Regions from separate parts of the Mus musculus genome. Here regions 1 and 3 are each linked to region 2. Evidence: chromatin contacts called from public Hi-C data. All regions are on one chromosome and are shown on one strand. Each heading gives the region's core, a stretch centred on a gene start, on an enhancer-like site or on the middle of the called end of the contact. The rest is flanking DNA. Distances are from core to core; before and after follow the strand shown. Region 1 has its middle 35 kb from the start of Gm45949. Region 2 has its middle 100 kb from the start of Gm45949. Region 3 has its middle 18 kb from the start of Gm45949.

Region 1 (2,700 bases), core at 144-2,643, 65 kb after region 2:
TGAATTACCTTTCCCCTTAGGTTCAGCATGGACAGGTGGTTTTGTAATCTCCGCCCCGCCCACCCCCAGTGGCTTGTGATCTCTTACTCTGCTTAATTATTTTAGTGTTCAGATTTTCCAAGATCTGAATAAGGCAAGTCCCTATGCCCTGAGACATGGTCCTTAGAATCCTGTCGTCAATTCAGAAGGTGATAAAGGGGCAGAGAATCAAATGCCTGTAGTCAAAGTGCCAGCCTTGAGATCATGACACTTTTTGTGGTACTTCTTTATAGCCATGATTACAGTTAGGCATCAGTATACAGATTTCCTTACATAGGTCTTCAAACCTTCCTCCAGGGCACAGGATTTTGTATGCTGAGTTTTATTAGTTTCTGAATTCAGTCATATATATATATATATATATATATATATATATATATATATATATACACAAACTTTGGGGAGAGGTCAGGTATTAAGGCATGATCTATTTGCTGTACATGAGTTCAGTGCAGTGTGCTTATGCAAAAATGTATCTAAAAATACAGCACAGCCTAATGATGTGAGCACCTGTGGGGTGTGTGTGTGTGTGTGTGTGTGTCCCTGTGTAAATACAGTTACTGAGAAATGTCCAGGAAACCGCCTGTTCTTAATTAACACCACAGTGCAGGTGGCATCAGATGGAGCTGGCTATCCAAATCAGATGAAGCCCGAGGCTTGCAAGTGGTTGGTTCTGGGATCACTGAGGTCTAGCAGAACACTGAAAGGGGAAGCAAGCTGGAATGAATTCAAGCTGAAGCCACGCCCACAGCAGGGATTTGCTCTAGCCTCCAACGCAGCAAGACCCTGAGGTGAGGGAGGAGGAAGCCAGGACCCTGGATAGCTCCTAGGCTCGCACTGGTTTGGTAGACATCCTGAACAATCAGGCTTATCTTTAGACCATCACTTTGATTCCCTGTTCTGTCTAGACTCTCAGAGTGCTGCCACCTCCTTATCACCTCTCTATGTAATCAAGTAACCTCTTCCGTCCTCTTCAAAGCTCTTGCAATTGCTGTGCTGAGTGGGCTGGGTTCTTAAGGAATATTCAAATCTCTAGAAGGAGCTGTAAAGACCAGAATGGAGACTCTGGGAAAAACGCCACAAAGCAGGGGAAAAAAAAAAGAAATAATGAATAGTGTGGTCCTCCTTACCTTCACGTGGGTGTTTGAGTCGCCCCTCAGATGCCTCTCTGAAAGTGTGAGGAACACCTGTGTGTAACTCGTACACAACATAGAGGGCTGTGTGGAAGGACACATAAGCCCATATCCTAGCTCCATCCTGCCACTCAGCTTGTGACACATGGTCGTCAGAGATAGCACCCAATGTCCCTGGGCTCTGCCTTCCCCGCCAGGCTGCCACATGCCACCAAGAGATGCAGTTCTCTCTCCTCTCTCTCATTTTGCATAATCAGTTTCTATTCTGTCGCGTTCTCTCACACATGGCGCTCTGAGACTATGCAGGAAAACAGAGGAGATTTTTCAGTTCAGATGAGTAGCATAATTTTACGTTGTGCTCAGCCTGTTTGGTAAATGAAGTCAATTACTCATGGATCTGTCAGAGGAAGAGAAAGACTCGTGGAGGCTTGGCACCTGTTTTTAGCTCCAGAGACCATCTCCTCCTCTCTTTCATCACAGAGACTCATAACAAGTCAAACCATTGTCCTGGGAGTTAATCCTTTTAGATGTCTAACTTTAAAATCCATTGCATGGATTTCTTCAGCTGGTGTTAAAGGATTCCCTCCTTTGAACAGAGACTGAAGGAATGGCCATCCAGAGACCACCCCACCTAGGGATCCATCCCATCTGCAGATACCAAACCCTTACTCTATTACTGATGCCAAGAAACCCTTGCTGACAGGAGCCTGGTATGGCTGTTCCTGAGAGGTTCTACCAGTACCTGACCAATACAGAAGCAGATAGATACTCACAGCCAACCATTGGACCGAGCTGGGGACCCCAATGGAAGAGCTAGGGGAAGGACTAAAGGAGCTGAAGGGGATTGCAACCCCATAAGAAGAACAATATCAACTAACTGGACCGCCCAGAGCTCCAGGGACTAAACTACTCATCAAAGAGTATACATGGAATGATCCATGGCTCCAGATACATATAGAGCAGAGCATGGCGTTATCTGACACCAATGGGAGGGGAGGCCCTTGTTCCTATGGAGGCTTGATGCCCCAGCGTAGGGGGATGCTAGAACAGTGACACTGGAATGGGTGAGTGGGTGGAGGCAAAGGGGAGGGGGAGGAAGGAAGGCAAAATGGGGGGGGGGGTTGTGGAGGGGCTACCAGGAAGGGGAATATTATTTGAAATGTAAATGAATAAAATGATTAATTAAAAATAAACTTCAAGCTACTTACTTCTTTATCAAATTTCTCAAACACCAATGAGTTAACTTCCTTTCCTGTTATGGTCATAAAACATCATGATGAAACCAATTCACAAGAGAAAGGAATCCCACCTCCATCATGGTGAGGGGGTGTGGGTGTCAGGACTTTGAGGTAGCTGGTCATATTGCATCTACAGTCAGGGAGCAGGGTAGTGAATACCTATGCTAAGCTTCCCCTTTCTGTTATGCAGACCAGGACACAAGCTCAGTTTTAGGATGGTTCTCCCCCTCTTGAATAACTTAATCAAGAAAAATCCCTCACGGTCATGCCCAGAGACTACACTGCTTTAA
Region 2 (2,700 bases), core at 81-2,580:
CAAGGGGACAAGTGAGGTGGCTCTGGGGATCAAAGCTCTTGCTACCAAGCCTGATGACCTGAGTTTAATTCCCTGGACTCGATGTAGGACTAAAAGAACTAACTCTGGTAATTTTTCTTCTGATCTCCGTAAGCATACACCAAGCACATGTGTTTGTGAATACACACACAGACACACACACAGAGACACACAGAGACACAAACAATACACAGACACACACAGACACATACACAGACACACACAGAGACACACAAACACACACAAACAACACACAGAAACATACAGGCACACACAGAGACACTAACAACACACAGACACACACAGGCACACAGATACAAAAACAAGCACACACAGGCACACAGATACAAAAACAAGCACACACAGACACACACATAAACACACACACACAGACAAACACATTCACACACACGGGCACAGAGACACACAGACAAAGACACACAGGAACACAGAGAAACAGACACACACACCGACAAAGACACAGACATACACACATACACACACAGATACACACACAGATAAACACATTCACACACACAGGCACACAGAGACACACAGACACAGGGACAAAAACATACACACAGAGACAGACAAACAGGCAGACACACAGAGATACACAGGCACACAGACATACACACAAAAACACATTCACACACACATTCACACAGAGACACACACATTCACACAGAGACACACAGACAAAGACACACACAGGCACACAGAGACATACAGACACACACACAGATACAGACAGACAGACAGACACACACACGTAGACACACACACACACACACACACACAGAGGCTGTGAAGAACTGTTTTCCCAGCCCAGGCTTATTTTACAGGCAACCCAATATACCTCAGACGACTTGATTTTTTTCACGTGAAATCTCTTTTTCATGTCATCAGGGATTCTTTTCCCCTCCTGCCTGCTTTGGGCTATTCTCCTATCCAAGGTGGCCTTCCAATTGTCCTCTACAGTTCCCATCCCTCTGGATTCAGCTTCCTGAGTTACCTACTTTGCCTCCTCAGAAGTTCCTACTTCTCAGTAGAGAAGCTGTGTGTTCTTCTGACTTCCTCAGACCGAAGGATAAGCTCCTTAAGTTTGCATGTTTATATATTCATCTAAATCCTCCTACCACGCAGCTGAGGATGGACACAAACCTATCTTGCAGCCTTCAAAACAGGGGAAGCGCTTCCCAATAGCAGCCACTAGAGGTCGCTCATCCACACACTCTTGCCCGGCCCAGGTTCCCGACTGCACATGGATTACTAGACAAGCTGGAAGTAGGGCAGGCTGTCTTTATTTCTTTTTCTCTCCAACACAGCCTCGGGCCATCAGAGCTTCTGATGTCAGGGTCCCTGCCGTGCAAGCTGCAGAACAGAAAGCGCTGCGAATCACAAAGGTCACTGCCTCTGCTCTTTGCATCCACTGCTCACCTGAAATCTTCTGCTTCTCCGCCAAGAGCCCCAGCCCAGGTTCTGATTGCTTTTTCCCAGCTCCAGTGTTCCCGAAGTGGGAGGGGGAGCATGTGACCACTGAGTGCAATGTATATGCGTGCTTACAGATTATGCCTCAGATCAGCGATGTGTGGAGAAAGATTTCCACACACATGCTACTCCTATGATCCTCGGGGAGTTTCTGAGCTGGGCACAGCGCTGGCCTTTGCATAATAAGCCCTAGCAAATGGGCCAAGCTTAAGGTAGAGACAGTGATCAGATCATACTTAAGAGACTTCATGAGCCCAAAGCACCACTATGAAGCAGTAAGTTGGGAGATCGGACTAATGCTGTAGATGGGTGGGAAGGGAAGAAATGAAGGCAGCTCTAGCTCAGAGAAATATGAGCCTTGCGTGGCTGAGAGCCTAGCATGGTGTCCTGTGGGCATTTAGGGGGCGGGCAGAATGCCGATGGGAGTTGACAGTGACTCATTCAAGTGGCCGTGTCACTTGTAAACATCCAGGGAGTGTGCAGATGCTGGGAAGCAAGCTAGCACAGTGTGGATGAGTGAAGTTCTGGCTGCCAACCCCCCTAAAAGCAAGCTCAAGCATGCCACCGGCAGTTTCTAAAGTAGCGTTTAGACCTGCTGGCCAACTTCAAAGGGAAGGCACCCTGATCAAAAGGCTGTATTCATGAGCATGTGCAGCTGGACTCCCTGTGCTCTGGCATTGATTAGCCATGAGTTAAGCCCTCTGTACCTCAGCTTGCTCACATATGAAATGGGACTGATAGTCCTAGCCCCCCACCCCCCCCCAACCCCCGCCTCACAGGTGTGGCTAGACACAAAGTCCTTAGAGTATAGTGCCTGGTGCAGGTCCAGGGTAGAGTCACATGTTACTGAGTTTGAAATGCAGCATCAGGACATCATTGAGCCAACTTGTGTACACACATCTAGACAAGCAAGACATCGAGAAACTATGCTTTCCAAATGGTCTTCTTGTTCTGGCGTAGCAAGTCGGTAGGGACACCTGGGAGCAGAGTTGGATTGCCTTTGCCCTCTCTCTCTCTCTATCCCTGCAGGCCACCAGTAGTGTGTGTATTGTCACACTGGGAGGCTATGCTAGAAGATCCTGGGGTTTTCACCATGCCAGGTCACAAAGAGCCCTGATTTACAGCCCTGTAACAACACTACTTTTAAAGAAGTCTCTCACCTTGCCTTAAAGCCTTGAAGTGGCCACCAAC
Region 3 (2,700 bases), core at 108-2,607, 120 kb after region 2:
ATCCCCAGCATGAAAGATAAAAAAAGTCATGAAGCCACCCTAGGTTTACACAGAGATCTGGAAAATGTCAACATAGACATATCCTGAAATCTATGCTAACCCTGAACTCCTTCCTCCATCCTCTTACTTGGTTGGGTATATCAAGTCGCCACATTACTCAAAATATCATTGTTAACTGGATAAATCCAACACTAAGGAGGCTGAGGCAGGAGGATCAACAGGCCATCCTTGGCTACTTAGTGAAACTCTTTAGAAATAAACAAGCAAGCAAGCAAACAAACAAAACAAAACAAAAAACCCCACAAAACAAAAGTCATAGTAAATTCATTGTGGCGGGCCCTAAGTGGAAATGACCCTTAGCAAATGTTATCTTTCTCACTGTGTAAGCATACTCTCTGGGTTTAAATAATTAATTACACATAGCAATGGCTGTTTCAGCCAAGCTTGGAATTCGAGTCCTTTGTTAGGAGAACATCTTTATCAGTACAATTCATCAAAGGGAAACATCAAATAAAATCTTTTCCCAGGCAGTATTCTCAATGATAAGTGAAGGATGATCTCAGAAGGGGGGAATCTCATCCCTTCCCCCTCCTTCCTCCTTGAGCATTCAGAGAAAGCGTGGTAGAAACACCTGACCTCTCCCTCTAAGCCCTGGATTGGTCTTGCCTGTAAAGACATCATTGGTACATGCCTTCAGGGAATTTATGCCATCTAATTGGAGTTATACTGACCATAGGGCGTTCCCTGGAATGCCTACTGCAGCGTTAGGCACCAGAGCACAGAACCCTACGCAGGTAATTAGGGGACAGTACGAGCCCGTCTAGACTTTGGAATCATTCTGGTTCCAGCACGCCCAGCCAATCAATAGGCATTAATCATCCCGTGCTTATTGCTAACGTGACTCAGCCTCCGTGACTCATTGACATCACACACAGGGAAGTCTGTTGTGACTGGAGATGGGCAAGACAATTAGTCTAGAAACGAGCTTTGCCTGAAGGTGCAGACTATTCCAGCAAGGAGCGGGTAGAGTACCGAGGTTGGGTGGGGCACAAATGCAAGCCCACAGGGAGCCCTGCGCAGCGCAAGGAGGGGCACCTACCTAGCATTGTCTGCCCAGTTGGCATAGCAGAGTGTGCACGGTTTCGATTTCCAAATATTTTTTCATTTATGGATACGTTATCTTTCTAACTCCCTCATAGGCTCGGGAAGGGAAGGGTAGGGGCCACAGTGGGTCCCATCTCCGTCTCTGGTGCCTAACTCTGGCTAGAGAGAGGTGGCCACCTAGGAGTAGTGTCACGCGCTGCTTGTCTCCTTGGTGATAGCTCTGCTTCCGGCAAAGATCTCGTAGGCTGACCCAATAAAGGTGACGATCTCACGGGGGTTGTCAAGCTTCGGTGCCCAGCGAAACTTCTTTGGCCTGCTAATCACTGCAAAACAGGCTCTCTCACAGAGTTCCCCTCCTTCCTGTTCTCAGCTAGAAATACCATGAGAACAGACTGTCTCACAGTGTTTTCAGACTTCCACTCCCAGTCCCTGCCAAAAGCAGGAAGTGCAGAAGTGGGCGATAATTCTTTCTTTTCTTTTTCCCTTTCTTTTTTTTTTTTTCTCCTTTTTCTTTTTAGAACACTTTATTAAAGAGTTTTGGTTGTTACTTGTTTTGTTTTGCTTTTTTACCCCCCACCCCCACCCCGAACCTCATTAGAATTAATTTGAGCAATACTTCCAATTTACATGATGATTTGAAAAAACATTACATGAGGTATTTCTTACTCTACACAGGGCTCTGATCCAGTGGGCGCGGGGTGGGGGGGGGGAGGGGGTCCCTTCTTCCCCACAGTTCTGTAATAACACCACATATCTTGGACATGACGCCTACCTTCACACAAACATCCCTTCCCAATCGAGTCTGCTTTCCTTGCTTGTCTGTGCTTTACCCATTAGTCGACCGTTTCAATTTGTGGAAACTGGACACAGACACTGAGTGCCATCGAAAGGACTAGGGGCCACTGGGTTTAAGTATACCATTGAAGGTGGAGGAGGGACGAGTGGGAGGGGGAGAGGAGAGGGAAGAAGAGGGAGGGTGGAGAGAAGAGCAGAGGGAGAAGGAGGGAGAAGAGAGGAAGCGAGCAGAGAAGCCATGTAAGGCCGAGAAAAGGAAGGAAAGGCTAGGAAGCAAAGCTGAATCACAGGCCAAGGAAGCCATTTCCCCTGCAGTAGACCTGTGTTCTATGCTCACGTGAAGCCATTTGATCACCTGGCCATTTGAACATAAACAATACGGAAATAGGATCACCGACTTGGCAGGGCCTTGATCCACAAGGCTAGCGGCTTATCAGAAGAGGGACAGCAAAGTAATCTTGCCCTTGTTGCACACACAGAAGGAAGGCCGCCTGAGGACAGCCGGGAGAAATCAGCCATAGACGTTAGACTTGCAAGCCTCCTCAAGAATTCTGGGAAATAATTAAGCAATGTGTAAATCAGCCAGGCTGTGAGATTTAGTTTTCACAGCTCTGGAAGGCTAATGGATAGATTATCACTAATGAAACTAAGGTTGCAGGTTTTCCATATTGAGGGCAGAGCCTTCTGACGGTCCACTCCACGATGGCTGGACACACCTTGTGGGAGCAATGGCTTCCTCTGCTGGTCAGTATCTTAAGAAGCAGATCTAAGGTGACCTAGCATAGGACTTGAAGCGGGTGG

Evidence for each region. A called contact is a pair of places that touch in the nucleus more often than the background predicts.
Region 1: a Hi-C map of cerebral cortex shows a contact between it and region 2, with 2.5 times the contacts expected there. The contact joins two enhancer-like sites. A contact is called at or near these places in 11 of 484 Hi-C or Micro-C datasets (8-cell embryo, B cells, the HL-1 cell line and 5 more) and 1 of 115 datasets of contacts at active chromatin or transcription factors (embryonic stem cells).
Region 3: a contact with region 2 is called in a Hi-C map of cerebral cortex, with 2.8 times the contacts expected there. The contact joins two enhancer-like sites. A contact is called at or near these places in 3 of 484 Hi-C or Micro-C datasets (cerebral cortex and nephron progenitors) and 2 of 115 datasets of contacts at active chromatin or transcription factors (forebrain and trophoblast stem cells).

What each region holds. Positions count from the first base shown.
Region 1 is chr13:46,095,319-46,098,018 of GRCm38.p6, reverse strand. No RefSeq gene overlaps it. Among named protein-coding and RNA genes, the nearest start is that of Gm45949, 35 kb to the right of the region's middle. Within about 2 kb of position 1,393, at least 63 of the 459 cell types and tissues checked have an H3K27ac peak or open chromatin away from gene starts, as enhancers often do. A contact at or near this core is called in cerebral cortex and cortical neurons, where this site is marked.
Region 2 is chr13:46,160,746-46,163,445 of GRCm38.p6, reverse strand. No RefSeq gene overlaps it. Among named protein-coding and RNA genes, the nearest start is that of Gm45949, 100 kb to the right of the region's middle. Within about 2 kb of position 1,330, at least 77 of the 459 cell types and tissues checked have an H3K27ac peak or open chromatin away from gene starts, as enhancers often do. A contact at or near this core is called in cerebral cortex, cortical neurons and forebrain, where this site is marked.
Region 3 is chr13:46,041,923-46,044,622 of GRCm38.p6, reverse strand. No RefSeq gene overlaps it. Among named protein-coding and RNA genes, the nearest start is that of Gm45949, 18 kb to the left of the region's middle. Within about 2 kb of position 1,357, at least 112 of the 459 cell types and tissues checked have an H3K27ac peak or open chromatin away from gene starts, as enhancers often do. A contact at or near this core is called in cerebral cortex and forebrain, where this site is marked.